Regions from separate parts of the Rattus norvegicus genome. Here region 2 is linked to region 1. A link is a contact called in public Hi-C data. All regions are on one chromosome and are shown on one strand. The core of a region is the stretch at or near the end of the contact, and the rest is flanking DNA. Distances in the headings are between cores, read along the strand shown.

Region 1 (5,549 bases), core at 2,622-5,121:
CTCATCGACTTCGCTAGGCTGCTGGCCAGCAGGACCTGGGGGATGCTGTCTCTGCCTTAATGCTAGGATTACACGTTTGTGTTTCTGCATCCAGTTTTTACACAGATTCCAGTGAATGTGTGTGGGTCTGTTCATGGCAAGCACTTTCCCCACAGAGCTCTCTTTCCAATCTATTCCAGTGTTTTGCCTCACTTCTTGTCAACCTGACTTGTTCAGTTCATTTTTATGTTCACACCACTGTTATCTTGGTAAATTCCAAGGAGACAGAATGTGTTTGCCCACTGCTGACACCACAGGGCCTCTGACAGTAGTTGGGCACAGTAAACAATAGTCATAAATGAAACACCCAACAACTAATTATAAGTCTAAAAGAAAACTTTGAACAATGTGTTAAGGAAGTGTCTAGAATTACTAGAGCCAGAAGTAGAGGGTAAAGCTTCTTGACAAAGCTAAGCTTCAAAGGGTGAGTGGGTGTTAGCCCCGGCCAGCAGCAATAAGCATGGGACCTGCTACTCAGGAAATCTCAAAACCTTAGCTTGGGGCTGAGGGGGGGATTTCAGAACCCAGATGAGGAAAACGTGGGGTTCATTAAAGTGCATTCTTACTAGATTTAAGGAGTTTTAAGAAAAGGCAACTGAGGGGTTGGGGATTTAGCTCAGTGGTACAGCGCTTGCCTAGGAAGCGCAAGTCCCTGGGTTCGGTCCCCAGCTCCGAAAAAAAGAACCAAAAAGAAAAAAAAAAAAAAAAGAAAGAAAATAAAGGCAACTGAGACACATTTGAGTGAGTGAGCGAGCTTCCAAAGGAGACTTGAATTTGTATTTTTTCAGATTTTTTTAGGGAGGCACTTACTATGTAGCCCTGGCTATCTTTGGAACTCACTACATAGACCGGGTTAGTTTCAAACTTACTGAAATTCACCTGCTCCTGCCTCAGCCTTCCAAGAGCCCCAGGTATTAAAAGCAAGTGACACCACTCCTGACCAGGACTCATGTCTAAACTGCAGTCACATATAGACTTCTGAAGTCAAAGGTTTGCCAAGCAACTTTAAAGTAATTACAAAGTTCCTGATTACCTGCCTGACAGGTCTACAACAAATAATTAGAATCCTCAGTCTCAAGGACGCAGAAAATCAGGTTCTATTCTTACTGTAAACAATTAATGCCTTACGAGATTCCTAGAAAACTCCTGGGTGAGAGTGAGGCTCGATCCCCGGTCTGGCCTTAAGTCTGGCTTATGACTACCTTAACAATTCCTATTCAAAAATATTTCCCCCAATATTTAAAATTTCTTTTAAATTATTGGAGACAAAAAACAATTTGGCTGGTGCCAAGTTTAATGGCCTGAGTTCAATTCCTAGACTCATACTGTAGAAGAACCTCTCTTGAAAGCTGTTCTTTGACCTCCATATGTACTCTGTGACTTTCTAGTGCCCACAAACAAGTACATTTTAAAATGTAATTTTAAATTATAAAAAAAAAAAAAAAAGCCAAGACCTTTGATCTCAATACTGGGAAGCTAAGGCAAGCACAACTGAATTCAAGGATAGTCTTGACTCAATAAAACAAAGTAGGGGTTGGGGATTTAGCTCAGTGGTAGAGCGCTTGCCCAGCAAGCGCAAGGCCCTGGGTTTGGTCCCCAGCTCCAAAAAAAAAAAAAAAAAAAAAAAAAAAAAAGAAAACAAAGTAATAGTAATTTAAAAAAGAATACTGTTTTTATGTTGGTAACATCCACAGCAAATATTGTGCTGGGATGCCTGATTCTAAAATCAAGGTGCTATCTTTGTTTTGTTTTTTTCAAGACAGGGTTTCTGTTCTTTGTACACCAGGCAGGAAGAGATTCCCCCTGCCTCTGCCCCCTGTGTGCTGGGATTAAAAACTTTGCACCACTACTAACTTGCTCACTGTGCTTTTTTTTTTTTTTCTCTCTTTAAGTCTCCATAATTTATCCTGCTCTCTAGCATTTGAGTTGCTAAGGTAGGAAGATGAAGAGTATTCAACTAGTGTGGGCTACATAATGAGACTACAAGGGCATCCTTGAATACAGACTGAATATGGGAGCAGCACGTCTCCATCTGGGGGTTCAAGGCCATTTTAGTAAATACAGTCTAGACTCAATCCTGTTTCTGGTTAAACCTCTGGTTCTCAAGGATTGGGCTATGCCCACCTGTAACCTTAACTACAAATGGTTCTGCACTGCCTGCTCCAGGAATGGCAATCAAGTCTTTGTTCCAGAAAGTTGTTTATAACCATCTTCCAACCCTACATTTGTTCCAAAAGGACCACCTCTGATCCACTGACTACCTGCTGTTAGGACTACCTTATTCTGCCCAACTTACAACCACCTCTTTGAGGAGTTCGTTTGGACTAACCTGTATGCTTACAGTTCTGCCCCTGTAGCCCCACCAAATCCCCATTTGGATACCCCCTACCCCTGAGCTTTTTTTCTAAAAGCCTTGTTTTCCTCACATCTGAGGCTGATCTCACAAGTCCTACCCTAGGGGCTATGTACACGAATAAAATAGCTTGCTTTAATCAATTGTTTGCTCTAATTGACTTCAATTAAAGATTCAATGAAGATTTGGGTTGGTGGTCTTTCTCCTCCCATCTTTGGTTTTAACAACTGTCTCAAAGGGGATAGGGTTATAAAGAACAAAAGGAGTTACTAAAAAGGAGTGAATCATGATTTCATCAAAAAGAGTACTTTAAAAATCCATCTTTGAGGGATGAGAAATGAACTGAGTTTTGGGGGTGCCCCCCCAAAAAAAGAGTAGCTTAGGGAGTGGACAGCCTAAAGGCAGATCCCTTTACTGAGAAGCCATGCAGGTCTGGTGGCAGGCTGGGTCAGGGGACAAAACTGCGGGCAGGAGCGGTCGGAGAAGCGTAGGCATCGGGCAGCTAGGAATGGGAGGGTAGGACCTCACATCTGAGAGAGGAAAAGGAGTGGAATTAGGAAAGAACTAGGCTTGGCGGCGGAAGGCTCAGGAAGAGGGAGGCAGGAGCGGTCGGAGAAGCGTAGGCATCGGGCAGCTAGGAATGGGAGGGTAGGACCTCACATCTGAGAGAGGAAAAGGAGTGGAATTAGGAAAGAAGTAGGCTTGGCAGCGGAAGGCTCAGGAAGAGGGAGGCGATGGGTGGGGATGCAGAGGGAGGGGGTGGGGCTGATATACTCACCGGCGATCGGTAGCCCCCATGGTAAATTCGGCTGAATTCTGACTCACCCCTGGGGAGGAACCCGAGGAAAGGGCTGATGAGAATGGGGTTACCAAAGGGGTGCGGGAGCCGCAGCGGGAAAGGGTTGGGCCCGGACCCAGACTCCGGGGCATTACCCGAGATATCGGGATGGGGGATGGGGCTTTGAGGTCAGGGTGCGCAAGGTAGGGAGGAGAATGTGTGGAGAACTGGTTATGGAGAGGCCTGGTGAGGAGTCTGGGGGAAGGAGTGAAGAGTAGGGAAAGGGCTGTGAAATGAAGCGCGGCGCGCTCGTCACCCACCTCCTGAACCCTAAGGTCCGGGGCACCCGGAGCGGGGTGGGCTTAAACTCTGAAGGGTCCAGGATTGGGGTTAAACGGCTGCTTTTCAGGTAACCAGAAATCGACGATGGAGACCACCAACTGCCTCACGTCCGGCTGCGCACGCACCAAGCTAAAGCTGTCCCGCCCCTCCCTCCGATAGGTGGCTGTGAGGGGTCATGGCTGCGCGCGCAGCTTTCGTCGTTAACTCCACCCGTCGCTCCCGCCTCGCGACAGCGTGACCACGCCTCCCTGTCAGTCATCATTCTCATCAACCAATGGGCTTGGAGAAGGTAGGTCACGCCGGGTTTCCGAGCGTCCTAGTGAAGCTCTGCACCCGCCTTCTCTGGCTCTTGTTGAGGAGTCGTAGCTGCCGGAAGCAGTTTCGCGGTGGCTGCCGGGATCGTGGTGATGTGGCCCCCCCGCTTCCCCCCTCCCCGCCCCGGGATGTCGGAAGAAACCAGGCAGAGCAAATTGGCTGCGGCCAAGAAAAAGGTAAAGCGCTCCGGGTCGCGGCCCCTTGACCCCACCCGAGCTCCTCCAACAGCAGGACTATGAATAGAGTCCGAGCCTTTCCCGAGACACACAGGTAGAGAACCCTTCAGCTCCCTGGGTTCCCCCCAGCGAAGTCTTCTCAGCCAGCCCCGCCCCCTCAGCAACCCAGCCCCCGCCCTCTCAGTCGCCCCTAGGTGACTTTGGTCAGTGACACAGGGTCTCAGCCCTTGACTCGGGACGCTCCAGTCCAGACCTCTCTGGGCACCTGCCTCCAAGGACCTGGGTCCTGGCCCTGTAGGCGACTCGGGCGTTGGTAGTATGGAGTGGAATGTAGTTACGTCACAGTCCCCCCCCCCCGAAACTGTCATTACTACTCCGAGTCGGATTTGGATTGCCCCACCTGCTCACCTGATGTTGATGCCCCCTTTCCTGTTTCTCTGGTGGAGAACTTAGTTCCACCTGGAAGGGAGCCCGAGTTTGGAATCTAGTGCGGAGGCGCTTTAGGTACCCACAGTCCCTTAACTTAGCATTAATGTGAGCACACAACACAGTTCAGTGTTCCTTGCTGACATGGAAGAATGGGTTTGGTTTGCATTTAGGTTATTTTTCAGTTTTCTGCTCTCTAGAGAGACTGTAATCTCTCTGGAGCAAAATGCATGTATAGTGTTGATCAGTTTCTTGGGGAACTGAACTTAACAGCTTGAAATTCAGCCAAATTGTCATTTCAAAACTGATGAGAGCCACAGGATGCGTGTGAGGCATCTCATGGGAAGCATCACTTTCCCATGTTTCTTCTGAGAGAAAAAACTGTAAAGGTTGGGCATGGCATTTTCTTAGATTTGTAAAGACTTCTCTCTGAGATGACGCTTAGGCCCTTTCTGGTCCCATGTTCACTAAAGCTTTGCCTTCGTGGCTTCTGCCCTTCTGTCACATTGTAAAGTTTAGGAAGTAAACTTTAGGAAGCACGTTTAGGAAGTACTGCTGTGTGTCTTTAATATGTGTTGATAAAACGGCCCCAGTGGGGTTAGGAGTGCACTAAGTTGTTAGGTGTTTATCAGGACTCAGCTCAGTTGGCAAGAGTGCTTGCCTACCATGTATGAGGCTCTGGCTTGGATCCTGGCATGGCATTAACTGGGCAGAGCAATACATGCCTATATTTCCCTGACTCTGGAAGTAGAGGCAGAAGGATCAGGACTTCAAGGTTATTTTTTACTATATGTGGAATTTGATACCAGCTTGGTGTATGTAATATTTAATACTGGGTCTGGAGAGAAGGTTCAGCAGGTAAAAGCACTTGTTGCTCTTGCAGAGGACCTGGGCATAGCTCCCTTCACCTAGTATTGCTAACAACTGTCTCTAACTCCAGTTCTAGAGGTTGCATATTATGCCCTCTTCTGGCCAATTAGGTTACTGCATATGTACATGATGTACAGCCATATATGTAGGCAAAACAAACAACTACCCTCATACACATACAGTCTTTTTAAAATTAAACTTAATTTTGTGTTTGTTTTTGAGACAAGGTCTATGTATTCCTGGCTGGCCC
Region 2 (5,910 bases), core at 1,377-3,876, 190 kb after region 1:
TTTGAACCTTCGATCTCTGAGTGAGGGCTGTCTGCTCCAAAGAAAAGCTGCGCCATCTACACTCAGCTTGGCATGGAGGTCAGGATCTGGGAGCGCAGCTCAGTGGTGGTACTAACAGCACGCTTGAAGACCCAATGCTCCTCCCCAAAGTCATCTCAGGGAGTCCGACTCTGCACATACCGATTACTTAATAGGAATACATAGTCATTTTTACCGTAATTTTCTGTTTTAATGTATGCATAATCATGATCCCAGCACTCACATGGCAGCTAAAGATTGTTGGCGACTCCGCTTCCAAAAGCATCTGGAGCCCTCTTCTGGCCTTCTTAAGTACTGCATGAACTTTGGGTATTTGCACACAAAATACCAAAACACACAAAATGAAAGTAAACAATGCTGGGAATAGTGGCACAAGCCTTTAATCCTTATTCTTGGGGAGTAGAAGCAGGCAGATCTCAGATCTCTGTGAGTTCGAACCCAGTCTGGTCGACATAGTGAGTTCCAGGACAGCTAGGGCTACATAGTAAGACCCAGCCTCATAAGCAAAAAACAACAAAAATGGGGTTGGGGATTTAGCTCAGTGGTAGAGCACTTGCCTAGCAAGCGCAAGGCCCTGGGTTCGGTCCCCAGCTCCGAAAAAAAGAAAAAAGAGAAAAAAAAACAACAAAAATAAGCAAAAGTCTTTGAAATTAAAAAAATAATAATAATAAGGGTTGGAGAGATGGCTCAGCGTTTAAGAGTACTGACTGCTCTGAGGTCCTGAGTTCAATTCCCAGCAACCACATGGTGGCTCACAACCATCTGTAATGGGATCTGATGCCCTCTTCTGGTGTGTCTGAAGACAGCTACAGTGTACTCACATACATAAAATAAAATCTTTAAAAAAACATAAAAGTCTTTTAGGTGTACTATAACTGTGTATGTGTGCGTGATGGCACAGAGCATGTGCCACTGCACGTGTGTCACGCGGCATGTGTGTAGAAGTCACAGGACAACTTTGTGCACCACCCTCCTTGTACCAGTAACTTCCTGGGATCAAATTCAGTTTTCCAGGTTTGAATGGTAGTGCCCCCACCCCTGAGCAGTCTGGGAAGTGAACCCAGATCCTCAGCAAGAGTAGCAAGTGCCATCCCCCAGGCCCCACACTACACAGTGTTTCTTGTAACCCAGCCTGGCATCAAAGTTGCTACATATGGGAACCTGCCCTTGAACTCCTGATCATTCTGCCTATGTCTCTCAAGTGCTGGGTTACAGGTGTGTACCCACCATGCCTAGCTCAAAATAGAATGTCCAACTAATAAGGAAAGGTACTGAGATACGTGTGTGTGTATCATATTATATGTATATGCATAGTATATGTATATATTTGGTGGTGGTGGTGGTGGTTGGTTGGTTTAGATTTTTAGAGACAGAGTTTTTCTGTGGCCTGGCTGTCCTGAAACTCACTCTGTAGACCAGGCTGGCCTCCAACTCACAGAGATCCGACTGCCTCTACCTCCTGAGTGCTGAGATTAAAGGAGTGTTCCACCATGCCTGACAACAGTGCTGTTACATTTTAAAGGGCAGCATTTCTCTTTTTTAGGCAGTGAAATGAATGATGCATTTTTTCAGGTGACCTATATAAAGCACAGGTACTAGCCTGGGGCCTACAGGAAGCATTGTAATTAATTTGCCAGAAGCTGGCAGAAGCTGCTGGACGTGAACTTCTCTGTCCTGTAGGTGGCGGTAGTTAACAATACCAAGCCTCCAGCTCAGCTCCAGCAGGAAGGGGCGCTCTAGAGGGGTGGAGGGAGGTCCAGAGTGTCCAGCTCTGGCCAGGAGCCCTCTTCGCCTACCTCAGAGACAGGACCTGCTGGTTCCACCAGTCCTTCTAGCTCAGGGGCTGTCCTAGGTGCAGAGAGCTCAGGAAAAGAAGTCAGGGTTCCCACCCATTCTGAACCAGATTCTGGGCCTCAGTTTCCCCTGTGGTGCTCAGAGTGCTTGGGAACTCCAAAGACCCTAGGCCTGCTCAGCCCAAGAAGGATCAGAGCCCCACGACAGCCATGTTCCTGTCCGACCTTGCCAGTCACCCTTTGGGTGGTAATGTTCTCCTTATCCCCTCAATGGGGAAACTGAGGCCCCAAGAGATTAAATGACCTTCCAAAGTGAAGCAGCAGAACACACATACACACACACACACTCACTCTCTTTCTCATACACACACTCACACACATTCTCACACACACACTCTCTCAAACACACACATTCTCTCACACACACTCACACACACATATACACATGCATACACACACTCACTCTCTCACACACACACTCATACACACACATACACACAGTAACATACACACACACACTCACTCTCTTTCTCATACACACACTCACACACATTCTCACACACACAATCTCTCAAACACACATTCACTCACACACACACACATATACACACAGTAACATACACACACACACACTCACTCCCTTTCTCATACACACACACACACACATATACACATGCATACACACACTCACTCTCTCACACACACACTCATACACACATACACACAGTAACATACACACACACACACTCACTCTCTTTCTCATACACACACTCACACACATTCTCACACACACACTCTCTCAAACACACACATTCACTCACACACACTCACACACTCACACACTCACACACTCACACACACTCATTCACACACACATAAATAAATAAGCATAAAAAATTAAAGCCATTGGTTTATTAGAGAAGAAACAGAAAAACAAACCAATAAGATTGGGCGGGGGGATAAAAGCCATTGTTAAGGAGCAGAGTAGATAATCGCACACCAGCAGGAAAATGCACTCATACTAAATCTACCTCTGACAAAAGCTTCAGAGACTGAAGATGCCCTGATCGCTATGGCTCAGCAGAACAGCTTAGTTTACAAATTGCAAAATGGGTCTTGAGAGGGGCTCAGCAGTTAAGAGCTCTTGCTCCTCTCAGAGAGGGCCAGGTTTGATTCCCAGCACCCACTTGGAAGCTCACGAGCGTCTGTAGATGATTCAATTCCAGGGAATCTGAGGACCCGTTTTGACCTCTTTGGCCATCTGGCACACATGTGGTATACAGAATTGTGCAGGCATAACACCCATGCACATAAAATAATCTGAAGCCAAAAACTGTTCTTCAAGGGCCAGTCAGGCTCCTGCCTGCTGAAGAGCAGCCAGTGCTTTTAGCCACTGAGTCATCTCTGAAACAGGATCTCATTCAGTAACCAAGCTGGCCTTGAACCCATGACTGTCCTCCTTCCTAGTCTCATACATGCCTTACAGAGCAGGGTACCCTGCCCAGCTAGTCTGTTCTTCTTTATTACTGAATAGTGTACACCCTGTGGTATGAACATCAGCCAGGGCACTTAGGAGATGGAGACAAGAGAATTACAATTTGAGTTTAAGATCTACACAGCCCTTCTAAGCCAGCCAGAACTACAAACCCTTATCTAATATAAATATATAAGGGTTCACCCACGCGACTGACTGCTCCAGGCCGGACGCTGGTGTCACGGAGGAGGACACTCGCGAACCTTGCCCACGGCGTATTGTGGATGATTGCAGCCGAGCCTTCACCATGGGTGTCCTTGGTGGTGGAGTCTTCCAGGCTGTCAAGAGCTTCCGCAATGCCCCTGTTGGAATTCGACACTGGTTCAGAGGTAGTACCAGTGCTGTGAGGATCCGAGCACTCCAGATCGGAGGTAGCTTTGCAGTATGGGGAGGCCTGTTTCCCACCATCGACTGTAGCCTGGTCCAGCTGCGGGGCGAAGAAGACCCCCGGAATTCCATCGCTAGTGGAGCATTGACTGGAGCCGTGCTGGCTGCCCGCAGTGGCATGGTGGGCTCTGCAATGATGGGGGGTAGCATCCTGTTGGCCCTCGTTGAGGATGTTGACATACTTCTCACCCACTATGCTGCCCAGCAGTCCCGCAGTGCACACCCATTCTTGGAGGACCCCAGCCAGCTAACCCCTAAAGAGGGAGCTCTGGCCCCAGGTTATCCCAACTACCAGCAGTACCACTGAGGAAGCCGCTGTCTGCTCCTGCCACCGAGGGAGCTGCTCCTCAGGTCCCTCCTGGATGATCTACCTCCAAGGAAGGTCTGGCTCCTACATAGCCCTGAGACCTTCACCGAGGGTCTCTATTCTACTCTCTTGTTTTGTGGTAGGGGTGGAGGCACCCCAGCAGCCTTGTTACATAGGTTCCCTTTTTGTGTCTCAGGGCTTCACAGCTCCACACATGTAACAATGTAACAATTCTCTCACCCTGGATCCCTCTCCTCCTGTGGCACTCTGGTGAATGTTTAAGGCCTGCAAAAATTTTTTTTAAAAATTATATATATATATATAATTGTGGTGGTTTGAATATGCTTGGCCCATGGCAAGTGGCAGTAGTGGCACTATTAGGGGGTGTGGCCTTATTGAAGGAATTCATTCTTGTGGAGGTGGGTTGTCCTAGGCTCAAGCTCCACCCAGTATGGAAGAGAGTCTCCTTCTGCTGCCTTCTGATCAAGATGTAGAATTCTTGGTTCCATGCCTGCCTGGGTGCTGCCGTGCTCCCACCTTGATGATAATGGACTGAACCTCTGAACTGTAAGCCAGCCCCAATTAAATGCTGTCCTTATAAGAGTTGCCTTGGTCATGGTGCCTGTTCACAGCAGTAAAACCCTAGGACAATAATATATATTATTATATATTATTAATGTATATTATATAACACACGCATATTCCTAGCACCTAAATGGCAGTTGAGCAACTGTCTATAAAACCAGTTCCAGGGGATCTGACACCCTCTTCCAGCATCTGTAGGCCCCAGGCACTCATGTGGTGAACAGATACACATGTAGACAAAACCCATTGAACAAATAACTAAATAAAACCAAGATGGAGGCAAGTGGATCTCTGTGAGTTCAAAGCCAGCTTGGTCAACATAGGGAGTTCCAGGACAGCCAGAGCTACACAGTGATGTGTGTGTGTGTGTGTGTGTGTGTGTGTGTGTGTGTGTGTGTGTGATTATAATATTAATATATTAATATATACACAAATAATTTATCAATGTATATATTATATACAGGTGTATGGTATGTAGTATTAATATAATATATATATTATACATGTGTACAACATATGCATAATGTGTTGTATGTATATTACATATTCCTATATGTATTCTTTACATAAGATATAAACAAAGATCACCTTCCTGTGTTATTTTCCTGTTGCTATGACAAAGTATCTTGGAAAAAGCTACTTAAAGAAAGCTGATAATTTGAAAGTACTGAGAAGGGTGTGAATCATGGGCCAGCTGTGGGACTTTAGTCCCAGAACCCTGGAGGCAGAGGCAGGCAGATCTCTGAGTTTGAGGCTTGACTGGTCAACAGGTAGCCAGGGCTACACAGAGATAACCTGTCTCAGAAAATAAAGCAAGCGTATGTATTGATTGGAACACTGTCTATCTTGCTATAGGAAGGGTAGCGGGCAGACTACTTTACAGGACAATTAGCTACACTTAACTACAGCCATAAAACCCACGCCTAGGCATTGACCCAAAAGGAGGGAAAGCAAATGTTTGCTAAAGCCTTCTCAGGACTGTTGGCTGTAGCGTTGTTTATAGCAGGCACAGCACAGATGCCCATCCTTGGTAAGGATTACCCGGCTGATAATGTGTGTCCTAGCGGAACACTATGCAGCAGCAGAAAGAACAGACTAACTGGAGGGGGTGCCCATCTCTGTAACTTCAGTGTTTATGAAACTGGAAAAAGGAGAAGAGTCATAGGTTCAAGGCCAGTTTGGCTACTGAGTAAGATGCTGATTCAAACCATAAAAACAAAACAAAAGGGGTTGGGGATTTAGCTCAGTGGTAGAGCGCTTGCTTA

What was found. Hi-C and Micro-C count contacts between places; a contact is called where the count stands out from the background.
Region 2: a Hi-C map of the A7r5 cell line shows a contact between it and region 1, with 4 times the contacts expected there. The contact joins the promoter of LOC120101524 here to the promoter of Golga2 in region 1. A contact is called at or near these places in 2 of 12 Hi-C or Micro-C datasets (the A7r5 cell line and mammary epithelial cells).

Annotation. Positions count from the first base shown.
Region 1 is chr3:35,977,912-35,983,460 of GRCr8, forward strand. It overlaps Golga2 (golgin A2), which reads left to right and starts at 3,872. Exons shown (of 26, transcript NM_022596.2): 1 at 3,872-4,003. The coding sequence starts at 3,920. It overlaps Swi5 (SWI5 homologous recombination repair protein), which reads right to left and starts at 3,593. Exons shown (of 5, transcript NM_001246661.1): 1 at 3,491-3,593; 2 at 3,171-3,219.
Region 2 is chr3:36,170,847-36,176,756 of GRCr8, forward strand. It overlaps LOC120101524 (mitochondrial import inner membrane translocase subunit Tim17-B-like), which reads left to right and starts at 2,627. Exons shown (of 1, transcript XM_063285241.1): 1 at 2,627-4,158. The coding sequence starts at 3,614. The coding sequence ends at 4,060.